Regions from separate parts of the Sus scrofa genome. Here all the other regions are linked to region 1. The links are chromatin contacts, called in public targeted proximity ligation maps. All regions are on one chromosome and are shown on one strand. The core of a region is the stretch at or near the end of the contact, and the rest is flanking DNA. Distances in the headings are between cores, read along the strand shown.

The links.
Region 2: a contact with region 1 is called in a targeted proximity ligation map of alveolar macrophages. A contact is called at or near these places in 2 of 2 datasets of targeted methods (alveolar macrophages and skeletal muscle).
Region 3: a targeted proximity ligation map of alveolar macrophages shows a contact between it and region 1. A contact is called at or near these places in 1 of 47 Hi-C or Micro-C datasets (embryonic fibroblasts) and 1 of 2 datasets of targeted methods (alveolar macrophages).

The regions. Positions count from the first base shown.
Region 1 is chr3:68,347,024-68,351,235 of Sscrofa11.1, forward strand. No RefSeq gene overlaps it. Among named protein-coding and RNA genes, the nearest start is that of SEMA4F, 56 kb to the right of the region's middle.
Region 2 is chr3:68,191,754-68,195,965 of Sscrofa11.1, forward strand. All of the region lies in intron 2 of HK2 (hexokinase 2), which reads right to left. Among named protein-coding and RNA genes, the nearest start is that of HK2, 37 kb to the right of the region's middle.
Region 3 is chr3:68,210,582-68,214,793 of Sscrofa11.1, forward strand. The region is part of intron 1 of HK2 (hexokinase 2); the gene reads right to left. Among named protein-coding and RNA genes, the nearest start is that of HK2, 18 kb to the right of the region's middle.

The DNA of each region.
Region 1 (4,212 bases), core at 503-3,002:
GCTCATATTTAATCCCCTCTCTACAGTCCAACATGGGGTCAGGCACTGAGATGAAACTCAGGAAACTTTAATCAAAAGATTAAGTGGAAGACATTTCCTATTTTTCAACAACAAAGTTTCATCTTGATACCTGTTTATTAAACTTATATTTAGTAAGCACCCTATTAATCTTATTCATACATCTTATTAAGCCTAGGTTTAATGAATATGTCCTCTCAACACTTACAGTCTCGTTCAGCAGATTATGCTTTTGGAAAAAATGTTGAGGACAAGTCGGGGCAATAGTTAACAATGTGTTCAACCAACTATAATCAAATTTCATAATGTATAATCCAGACAGTTTTCTGGGTGGTCAAGCTACGGAGGACAGATGGGGGGAGTTAGAAGGTGAGGAGGGGAGAGACAAAGGCAGAAAACCTCACTAGAAGGCTGAGCTCACTGAAAGGCAGAAGAATAGGGAAGGAAAGCAGAGGGAGGAGTGATTTTACAGCAAATAATTATACCTGCTTTCTTTGGGGGGGGGGTAATTGGAATGTGCTACCTACTAAGATTCTTTGCACTGGAGTCTCAATAGATGGCAATGGATGCCAGCCTCACTGTCCGCATATAATCATCATAACTGTAAACACCAGGGATTAATATTTACCTGTCAGAGGTCCATGTGAGTGACAGACATCTCCCAAACCTGTAGCTGAATAAAAGCAACTGCAATTCTTGGTCAGTCAGCTTTGATTAAAGAGTTTTATGCTTTTTCCTACTTTGAGGCTCTAAGCTGCTATTCAGTTTAATAAGGTTACCCATACTTCATCAAAGAGAAGGTTTGCCAGGAAGCCAGACTTTCCTCTTGGTCACACATGTACAGCCATCAGTCAGGCACGAGCTGATTGTGAGTTAGAAGATGTAATGTGGAGTTCCCGTCGTGGCGCAGTGGTTAACGAATCCGCCTAGGAACCATGAGGTTGCAGGTTCGATCCCTGGCCTTGCTCAGTGGGTTAAGGATCCAGCGTTGCCATGAGCTGTGATGTAGGTTGCAGATGTGGCTCAGATCTGGTGTTGCTGTGGCTGTGGTGTAGGCCAGGAGGCTACAGTTCCAATTCGACCCCTAGCCTGGAAACCTCCATATGCCGCAGGCACAGCCTTAGAAAATGCGGGGTGGGGGGGGGGGGATGCAATGTGAGGAATTCTAGAAAGAAAACTACTGGCCCCAAAGATCTCCTCCAAAAGCCTGTCCACGTGCCTGAAGTGACCCCATTATAAATCAGGCAATTGTATTCAGTTCTTACAAATGTAAGTCTCCTAGAGGAAGGCCACATTTAGTCTGTCACCTTCTGGCTTGAATATGATTAGCATCCTTTGAAGGTAGGAAAGAAAGCCATAAAAAGAGAAAGAGGAGTCCCTGCCAGGAAAGTGGGGGATAAAGAAACAGCTCTGGCCAAAAGAAAAAAGCCTCCTGTCGTGAGGCTGCAGAGCCAGGACCAATTCCTTGGCTTCTGCCAGACGTGCAGTAAGCGCGAAGACAGCGCGGTGGAGCCCCAGGGGCCCAGCCCTGAGACCTGCGGAGCCTCAGGCCTCTAGCCACACTGGAGGCGGAACACATGGGCGGGCGGCTGGCCGCGGGGATCTGCGGTGGCAGTGGATGCATTGCTGTAAAGTCTTTGGAAATGCGACGGGGCTGCCCAGGCGCTGCAGCTTGGCCTGAAGGAACTGGCATCCACTCGGGATATTGCCCACAGCGGCTCAGGCAAAGGCTTCCGCGTGGGCGGGGCACAGGATGCTGCGCCTGCCCTCCCTGCAGCCGCCCTGTGCTGCAGGTTTCCCAGGTCCACGAAGCCTGCTCGTGGGGAGTTTCAAGTTCATCTCGATTCAAGTTCAAGGATTTAAATGAGATTTAATGATTTAAATGGCAGGTTTTATCAAGAATCAGAGTTCATGGATCTTATTTCTGTATCCAACCCGGTACTCATCTTCTATTTCATTATCCCTCGTGACTCTCGTGCTGCCACCTGCAGGTGAAAAGGGGAATTGAGCGCACTGTAGTTGGGTGGCCAGTGACTGGAAGGCGGCTTTCAGCACAGAGTAGAGTATAATTCCAGATTACTAGAACTACTGGAATCATTGACATTTAAAGATATACATTCCAAAGAGCACAACAATTGACAAAAAACTTTATCTAGCCTCCACAGTCCTCTGGAGGTTTCCCTTCCGTTTATTTTTCCACTTTGCGAACTTGGAAAGGGGAAGATGATATATGTTTGCACAAATGCAATGTAGTGCTATAAAACAGATGTTCACCACCAAAGCATGTTCACCACCACACCATGGCTCAGAGCTGGTGTGTTACCATTGCCACCTCCACGATGTCACTGAGATTTCCATCACAGTTAGTGTGCCCTGCCTGTATTACTTAGGGTGGCCCCTATGACACACCAGTGGCCATCATCTAGGTCACCCACCAGATTACCTCATGGCCCTTATTCTGTGTCACAGTGACTCTTTCTTTAAGCATTCTAGTACTACGACTTTGGAAGTGACTAAGACTTCCCGTCATGGCTCAGCGGAAATGAATCTGACTGGTATCCATGAGGATGCAGCTTCGATCCCTGGCATCGATCAGTGGGTTAAGGATCTGGCATTGCCGTGGTTGTGGTGTAGGTCGCAGACGCAGCTTGGATCCTGCATTGCTATGGCTGTGATGTAGGCCAGCAGCAACAGCTCCAATTCAACCCCTAGCCTGGGAACTTCCATATGCCACAGGTGAGGCCCTAAAAAGAGACCAAAAAAAAAAAAAAAAAAAAAAAAAAAGTGAATGCTTATTTTTAAAATAATTTTAAAACAATTCCATTAGAGTGATAGTTAAGAATATAGACCCTAAACATCAAGGTTCTACTGTATAGCACAGGGAACTATATTCAGTATCCTGTGATAAACCATAATAAAAAGAATATATATATGTATAACTGAGTCCCCTTGCTGTACAGCGAAATTAACACAATATTATAAATCAACTATACTACAATAACTTTTTTTAGAAAAAATATTGATCCGGAGGTCAGGCTGCCTAGGTTAAATTCTAACTCAAGTTTTTTAACTTTGTGGCCTTGAGGAAATCACTTGTTCTCCCTATGCCTTACTTTCTTCTACTAAATGGAAGTGACAATACAGTTCTCATGGGACTGTAGTGCATTTTAGGTGTGATAAAGCTCATGAGTGCCTGCAGTACAGTCTACAAAAAGATATGCTCTGAGCTCAAAGCACCCATGGATGGGTTCAGGCTTTGACACTTGCTCGTTTGGGGAATGTGAGATGAGTTACTTCACTTCTCTGTGCCTTGAGTTTATCACCTATAAAATGGAGGTGATAAGAGTACCTAGCTCGTAGGTTATTGATGAGAATTAAATGAAGTAGGACTGCTATGCCTAGACCAACCAAGTCCTCAAATGTTAGTCTTTGAAACCTGAACTCAATTTTGCTGTATTCAGTGTCCTGTTGCTTGAAAGATTCTGGTTTTTAAACTCCCAGGTAAACCATTTCCCCTATGTGTTCATCATTTTATTATTGTCTTGAGTACAATTGTATGTAATCCTTCCGTTGCCTTGGGAGGTAGATGTCCTCATCCCCATTTTACAGATGCATAAACTAAGGCTCAGAGTGGCTTAGTGACTTGCCTTATGTCATGCAGCAAGTAGACCAGAATACATACCCACCTCCTCTCTCCCCCAGACCAGGGCTCTTCTTACTATAGCACTGCTGTTGCTGTTATAATTCTTCTAAATGTTATGAGTACACATTTTATTTTACAGCCTTTTGCCGGATTCTTAGGCAGTGCCTGCAATGTTTCAAGTTTTACCAATTTCCTAAAAGGAGACTTTCAAATTTCAAGGGAGCTAAATACACTGAGAGCCTTTTCCTCTTCGTAACAAAACTTTTCTTTACGACTTAGTAGGAATTGAGCCTGAGCCCCTCACCGTCCCCTTTTCCATTGCTCCCCCACAGAACTGAAATTACTTTCTTCTTCCTCTTTCTTCCCTGACAGGCTGAGAACTCGGTGAAGCTCCACACTGTATCTGATATACATTCTGTAGAAAAGAAATGCCGAGAACAAACACTGTTCCCTGAAAGAAGTCAGGGAACAAGATGACCTCTCTTGAAATCCTTGATAAAGGGTCCATCCCAGTTTACAGGGAAAGAGATTAAGGATACATCCGATAATGT
Region 2 (4,212 bases), core at 503-3,002, 160 kb before region 1:
TCTCCTAGTTCTCCCCAGCTCTTCCACTCCCTGCTCACTTCTGTCCTGCTCCTGGCCCGAACCCTACCTGGACTGTGAAACCTCCAGGACATCCCAGAAGCCCAGAGCTGAGGAATATTTGTTAAGTGATGTGGCGTGAAGGCAGCTGGCATCTATGTGCCTGGGACATTCAGAATGGACGGGCAGGAAAACATGCCTACGGCAGGTTTCTTAAGTACACAGCCACAAGGCAGACGACCCAATAGACTCCAGAGGGATCATTCTGCTGAGTGACTCTAGTTGGTATTGGAGGCAACGTATTAAGAAAACATCTCATATTGCATTTGCTCATTGATGGTTCATTTGTTAAACAAAATATCTGAGTGCCAGCTGTGGGATTTATATATGAGACCATAAGGCCAGAGGTCAGATTGCTTTTATTGTTAAGCGTGCTGTTATGTCTCGAAAAAAGTTTAAAGTTTTTAAAAATAATAAAATAAAACATCTGATTTTTAAAAGTATAAATAGTACGAAAGCGGAAAAAATGAAAAGCAAACATCTCTTTTCTTCTCCACACCCTAAAAGTAACCACTATACTGTTTCTTGAGTGTCTTTAGATATATTTGTATTAAAAAAGGGGGAGGAGTTCTCCTCGTGGCTGAGTGGTTAACAAATCCAACTAGGAACCATGAGGTTTCGGGTTTGATCCCTAGCCTTGCTCAAAGGATTAAGGATCTGGCATTACCGTGAGCTGTGACGTAGGTTGCAGACGAGGCTCGGATCCCTCGTCGCTGTGGCTCTGGCACAGGCCAGCGGCTGCAGTTCCAATTAGACCCCTAGCCTGGGAACCTCCATATGCCAGGGGAGCAGCCCTAGAAATGGCAAAAACAAAAAACGAAACAAAACAAAAACACAGGGAAGGCTGTTAACTGACACATTCTAAGAAAAGGATGTGAATTTCTGGGTCTAAGGATTTCTGCTTTTATTTTGAAAGATATAACCTAATTATCTTCCTAAAAATTCTCTCCAATTTCTGCATAAACCAAAAGGTGGGTTTTACTCTCATCCTATGTTTTGTACAATTAATCTTTGCCAACCTCATAGGTCCAAGTGGTATCTCATTTTTAAACTTGGTTTCTTTTCTTTGTGTAGCTTTAGACACTTTGAATTGTTATCAGCTTGGTAAATTCCCTTTTCTATGAATGTTCTACTCAGATCTTTTAAAATACTCATTATTTTCTTAATAACCTAAGAAAGCTCTTTGTATATTAATGAAAATAGTTTTGTTGGTTGTATATTTGCAATTACTTTTTTCTCCAGTTGGATGTTTATCTTTTAATTTTGCTCATGGTATTTTTTGCCATGAGGAAGGATCTAATTTTTATGTGGTCAAAATACTTAGTTTAGTTAATTTAAGGCCCAATGTTGATATTTTTAACAGACGAGAAATATTTAAGTGATGTTTATAAGCATTATCTCCATATTCCTCAACAACCCCTGTTGGACATTATGATCTCAATTTCCAGATAAGAAAACCAAGGTTCGGGTCAAGTAATTGAAACCAATATTTAAATCCATGTCCAGCTCTCTAGCAACGTTCTGTACTGTAATGAGCAAGAAGGCGACTCATAAGAAAGCTCTAAACCCTCAAAAGAGGAATTCTTCACTAACAAATGCTAAGAGCATAAAACTCAGAGGTTATCCCAGGCCCTAAGCGGGCCTGGGTGGCAAAGGAAGTGACATTGTGGTTCAGAAGCTGAGTCACTTGGTTAAGATCATCATAAATGATTGCTGGATTCGACCCCACCTGACCCCCAAAGCCCAGGCCTGTCCCTATGCACCTCCCATATCTCTTGTGATGCTGGTTCCTAGAAGCTCAGAATCCAGGAAGGAAGTAAAGAAGCCATAAAGTGGTTAAAAAAAAAAAAGAAAGAAAGAAAGAAAGAAAGAAAGCAATAATGCCCTAATCTTTATCAGTAACTTCAGCCCATCCCTCTGGGCCAAATGCTCTCAAACTTGAACGGGAGATAGCAGACTTACATCCACTGGCGAGGGGTGACGCGGCCTTCTCCCCAAAGGACCCTGGGGCTTACTGAAAGTTTTTCGATGCAGGCTTTTTGGTAGGCACAAATTGGCGCCATCTCACCCAGTTATACCAAACCTCTGTTCCCAACTTACTGGACACTCTCCAAGCCCTCTCCGATGAAGATCCTCCTAATTAAGATCATCCCCCTCCAAATGACTTTGGATGGAGTTCCCATCGTGGCTCAGCGGAAACGAATCTGACAAGCATTCATGAGGACCCAGGTTCAATCCCTGGCCTGGCCTCCCTCAGTGGGTTAAGGATCCAGCATTCCTGTGAGCTGTGGTGTAGGTCGCAGATGCGGCCAGGGCCTGGCATTGCTGTGGCTGTGGTGTAGACCAGTGGCCACAGCTCTGATTCGACCCCTAGACTGGGAACCTCCACATGCCTCAGATGGGGCCCTGAAAAGACAAAAAAGAAAAAAAAATTTTTTAATTAAAAAAAGATGTGTTCCCGTCATGGTGCAACAAAAGTGAATCCGACTAGGAACCATGAGGATGCAGGTTCGATCCCTGGCCTTGCTCAGGGGGTTAAGGATCCAGCGTTGCTGTGAGCTGTGGTGTAGGTTGCAGATGCGGCTTGGATCTAGCATTGCTGTGGCTATGGCAAAGGCCGGCAGCTATAGCTCTGAGTAGGCCCCTAGCCTGGGAATCTCCATATGCCTTGAGTGCGGCCCTTAAAAAAAAATAACAATTTGAAAAAAAAGAACAACCCCCTCCAAAAACTGACAAAAGAAGAGGTAACAAGCTTCCACTAAAAGAAAACAAGGGTGTTCCGGTCATGGCGCAGTGAAAACAAATCCAACTAGGAACCATGAGTTTCGATCCCTGGCCTTGCTTAGTGGGTTAAGGATTTGGCATTGCCGTGAGCTGTGGTGTAGGTGGCAGGTGAGGCTCCAATCCTATGTGGCATAGGCTGGCAGCTGTAGCTCCGATTCAATCCCTAGCCTGGGAACCTCCCTATGCCAAGGGTGCGGCCCTAAGAAACGAAAAGGAAAAGAAAATACTTACAGTCGAGAGGAACTGGGAATGGGAACATTAGGTCTCACCACCCTCCACCAAATTGCCCAACAGTTAAGACTCGAGCTGTTGTTTGCTGACTCATTTTGCATCCTGGACTACATTTCTGCCCACTTTCAGTGAGGCTCTTATCAAATACATAAGGTCAGCAAGATAAAGGAGTTTCAATTTCTCCTGGGAACTCACCTGTCCCAGGGAAAAGGCTGAAGAGACGAAAATGGCCTCTAAGAGTTCCCATTGTGGCACAGCAGAAACGAATCTAAGTAGGAACCATGAGGTTGCGGGTTCAATCCCTGGCCTTGCTCCGTGGGTTAAGGATCTGGCATTGCCGTGCTCTGTGGTATAGGTCGCAGACGTGGCTCGGATCTGGCGTTGCTGTGGCTGTGGTGTAGGCCGGCAGCTACAGCTCCGATTCCACCCCTAGCCTGGGAACCTCCATATGCCGCTGGTACAGCCCTCAAAGGACAAAAAGACAAAATAAATAAATTAATTAAATAAAATGGCCTCTAAGTAACCATCTGAATGTGATAGTCACTGTCATCTCAGTTGAGGGGACACTAGTAATGTATGTGAGCAGGCCACATCCCCAGCGTTGTTCAAATCACACGTTCACAATGTCCACGCATTTGGTGAGGGGTGAGGGGCAAGGGCCAGCTGAATTTTCCAACAGTCTATTTTCGATCACTAGGTCCTTGCCACTAATTAAAATAGACCGCCACCTGTTCCTCCCATCAGGAGCTCGGAGCCGTGTGCCAACTACTGCATTGAGTGACCTGCGAACAGAGCAGGTCTGGGTTTGTTCTGGATTTTTAAGCAGAGGTGCCCTTTTATCAAAGGCAGCTGTGTTCAGAAGTGGCAGTGTCCTGCCTGGTCTCACCCCAGGGCTTCTTCAGGTGATTAAATGGGCTTCTTCAGAAGGACCTCCAGAAGATTCCCTTTAATTGAGTAGATTTTTTTTTTTTTTTAGGTCTTTTTTGCCATTTCGAGGGCCGCTCCCGCAGCATATGGAGGTTCCCAGGCTAGGGGTCGAATCAGAACTGTAGCTGCCAGCCTATGCCAGAGCTACAGCAAAGCAGGATCCAAGCCGCGTCTGTGACCTACACCACAGCTCATGGCAACACTGGATCCTTA
Region 3 (4,212 bases), core at 1,225-3,724, 140 kb before region 1:
GCAGGTCAGAGAGCAGCAGATGTATCTCTGGACCTTATCATGAGTTTGACACATGATAAAATTGGAGCGCCCACATTATTGCTTTCCCAAAGAGAGGAAAGAGCCAGAAGCTATGCTGCCACCCAGCCCCACCTCCGTAGATGGTTCCAGGTGTTGCAAAGGAAGCCAGAGAATTTCCTCATGGGAATGGAGAGCCTGCACTGCCTTGCGAAGAAGCCGCACTGTCACTTCCTGGAGTGTGAGGTCATGTGCACAAAAGAGCAAAGGTAGGGTGGCCACAGTGATACAGTGGCCATTAATTTAACTCTGATGCTGAAGCTGCTATAATGCCTGTTGGAGATCCAGTCAATGCTCCTCATCCTTCACTCTCAAAGAACCTACCAAGTTGAACAGCCAGCCTTTACTCAAGCCTCGTTGCCCTGTACCCAAGAGATTATAACCATCTTTCAGTGTTCAGTGGTAGAGGAAATGATGATGATGGTGAGTTATGGCAGCTAAATATTTACCAAGCATTTCTTACCTGCTGGACACCATCCTATGAGTTTCCTGACTTGATTTCCATTGTTCTTTTGTAAAACTTCGCTACCCCAGTTTTACAGGTCCCTGGGCGGTGAGGGGCAGAGCTAGGATTCAAACTGAGGGGTGGCTGGCTCTCAAGCCAAGCCCTTAGGATCACCGCCCTCACCGGTCCCTTGGACCCTCTTAGTGTGGGGGGTACTCTCTGCCCTGCAATTTCTCCAATGACCTGAGGGCTCTGATTTCTTCTCCATCAGATGAGATTAAGAGAAAGGATATGGGACAGCTCTGCAAAATGCAACTAGAGCACCTTGGCCCAAACGTCCTCTCTTTGGAGCTTGGTGACGGACCCACCCTGAGTTTATTAGGGCCACTCAGGAAGAGATGATTAATCACCTAATGTTATAGCTTCCTAAACACACCACTGAGGCCCACCCCACCTTGGCCAGCACTGCTGTGTTAGCTGAAGGGTAGCCAAGGGAAGCAGAAGTCAGAAATAGGAAGCAGCCTCTGTACAAAGACCTTTTCCCTGCACTGGGAAGGGAGCAAAGGGACTTGGTAGAGTCCTGCCACAGTGCAGCCAGAGCGAGGAAGGAGCACAAGGCCCAAAGTCTTGGGAGAACATCATTTAGGAGATACCAAATGTACACAGGCCTTTGGCATAATGAGAGTTCGAAATCCCATTGAACACAGGCAGCATCTGAGTTTGTCTAGTTTGGCCTTCTCACTCCAATGGCCATCGGGCCTAGGTTTTTGTTTTGTTGGGGTTTTGTTTGTTTGTTTGTTTTTTGGTCTTCTTCATCTTTTCTAGGGCCACACTCATGGCACATGGAGGTTCCAAGGCTAGGAGTCTAATTGGAGCTGTAGCCACTGGCCTACGCCACAGCCACAGCAATGCCAGATCCAAGCCACATCTGCGACCTACACCACAGCTCACGGCAACGCCAGATCCTTAACCCACAGAGCGAGGCCAGGGATGGAACCTGCATCCTCATGGATGCTAGTCAGATTCATTAACCATAGCACCATGACAGGAACTCCAGGCGTAGGTTTTTGAATGCTTCCAAGCATGATAGGTTCCTTACTTCTCTAAGTTGGTTAGCTTCTACTGTTGGTCAGCTCTGGTTGTTAGAAAGCTCTTCCTCAATTTCAGATAAACCTGCTTTCTGATCACTTCTGTCTAGCCTCCGTTCTGCCACTTGGAATAAGAGTTCTTGAACTTGGCTGCACATTAGAATGACACATGGAGAATTCCTGAAACCGTGGAGTCTGTCTGGGTGCTCCAGCCATCTTCCTCACTCCTTGGGCCGGTCTCTGGCATCCAATAATGTGATAACGATGGGCTGTGCTCTGGGCAACTGTTTAAGGTCATTTTTACCACTTTCTCCCTGGAGCCTTTGCAAGCCATGACTTAAGACATTAGTCTAAGTGTGAAATAATCCTGTGTGGATCCTGGATGCTGGGAGTTGGGAAGTCAAACCCTGGGCTTGTTGGAAACAGATTTCAGTGGTTGGATTATCAAAGCAGAATCATTCAGGCCAAGCCTGCTTTCCTAGCTGGTAGTGGTAAAGTGTGTGCTGTGACATTAGAAAAACCAGTGCTCAGGAGTTCCCGTCATGGAGCAGTGGAAAAGCATCCAACTAGGAACCATGCGGTTGCGGGTTCGATCCCTGGCCTTGATCAGTGGGTTAAGGATCTGGCATTGCCGTGAGCTGTGGTGTAGGTTGCAGGCAGGGCTTGGATCCTGCGTTGCTGTGGCTGTGGTGTAGGCCAGCAGCTGTAGCTCAGATTAGACCCCTATCCTGGGAACCTCCATATGCCACGGGTGCGGCCTAAGAAAAAAGACAAAAAAAAAAAAAGAAAAGAAAAAACAGATCCTGGCTCTAGCCCCTTGACAGGTCTGTAACACTGGATGAGTCACTCCTGTCTGAGGCCCAGCTTCCTCCCTATAAAATTGGGAGGGCAGGGCTTACAACAGAGTCATCAGCATAAATGAGGCAATGAATGTAAAGCCGTCTGTCTGTCTCTTTCTACCCCTTTTCCTGTTTTTTCTCACAGATTCCTCTCTGCCAAGTGGCACCCTCAGGGGATCAAGGACCCTTCTCAACCCTACATAGTCACGTTCAGGGTTCACAAAACCAGAACCGTGTCCCCCCAACGTGCCTTTTCTTCCTGTGGTGGGCTGTGTCCCAGTACCCTGGACTACTTTCTCTTTAAATCTCTATCCAAAATAAAGAAGGGGGAGTTCCCGTCGTGGCGCAGTGGTTAACGAATCCGACTAGGAACCATGAGGTTGCGGGTTCAGTCCCTGCCCTTGCTCAGTGGCTTAACGATCCGGCGTTGCCGTGAGCTGTGGTGTAGGTTGCAGACGCGGATCGGATCCCGCGTTGCTGTGGCTCTGGCGTAGGCTGGCAGCTACAGCTCCGATTGGACCCCTAGCCTGGGAACCTCCATATGCCGCGGGAGCGGCCCAAGAAATAGCAAAAAAAAAAAAAAAAACAAAAAAAACAAAAAACAAAATAAAGAAGGAAAGGAGGGCACATTCCAGGCTGGGGACACAGAGGTAGGCCAGAAGCAGAGCCTGGCTCAGGTGAGAGAAGTCCACCTGCGTACCCAGAGGCCAGGGTGTGCAGGAAAGAGAGAAGGACAGTCGTTTTAGACACATCTATTTAGCCATCTTGCAAGGACTAGAATTCCTCATTGGGCCATTTTGGTCAATGTCTTCCTTCCCCTGGCACGCCAGTCCTCGCTTGCCTCGTCTACAGAATTGTGGCAGAGGTAGGAGAAGTTCTACAGAGAAATCGAAAACAGGCAGGACGCCGGGGGGCCTTCCCAGGTACAAAAGCCTTTCTGTGTCTCCCGTCCATGTTTGCAAGAAGAAAAGGCTTCAGCCCCTTAGTCCTTCCAGAGTTCTAAAGAGCTGATTCGAGCAGAGCAGGTACTACTTAGGGAAGGGAGGGGATGAAGAAACAAAGGGAAGGCAGTCAAGAAACAATAGTGCAGCGGAGTTCCCAGTGGAACTCCGACTAGGAGTTAACGAATCCGACTAGGAACCATGAGGTTGCGGGTTCGATCCCTGGCCTTGTTCAGCGGGTTAGGGATCCGGCGTTGCCATGAGCTGTGGTGTAGGTCGCAGACGCGGCTCGGATCCCATGTTGCTGTGGCTCTGGTGTAGGCCAGCTGCTACAGCTCCAATTAGACCCCTAGCCTGGGTACCTCCATGTGCCGCGGGTACAGCCCTAGAAATGGCAAAAAGACAAAAGAAAAAAAAAAAAAAGCAAACAAACAATAATGTAGCGATAAAGTAGGGTCCTGGCTTCCTCTCAAGGAAATGTATGTAACAATATCTTTGAGTTCTTCTGCAAGAACTCAGGCCCCACCCAGGGGGAGAATGGTGACTTCAGGAGGCTGAGCACAAGATTCCTGGAGCACCACCCTGTGACCTCATCACCAACCAATCAGAAGTCATACCCTGCAGCCCTCACCCCAAATGTTGCCTGTAAAAACTCTTCCCCAAACCGCTGGGTCTTTTGAGCTCAAGCTACCCACTCTCCTTGCATGGCCCTTGCAAAAATGTTTCTCGGCTCCAAAGTCCAAAGCTTCAGCCTCACTCTGTGTGTCAGGTACACCAACTGTTGTTTTGACAAAATTAACTCCACGATCTTTTCTTTTTTCTTTTTAGGGCCACACATGTGG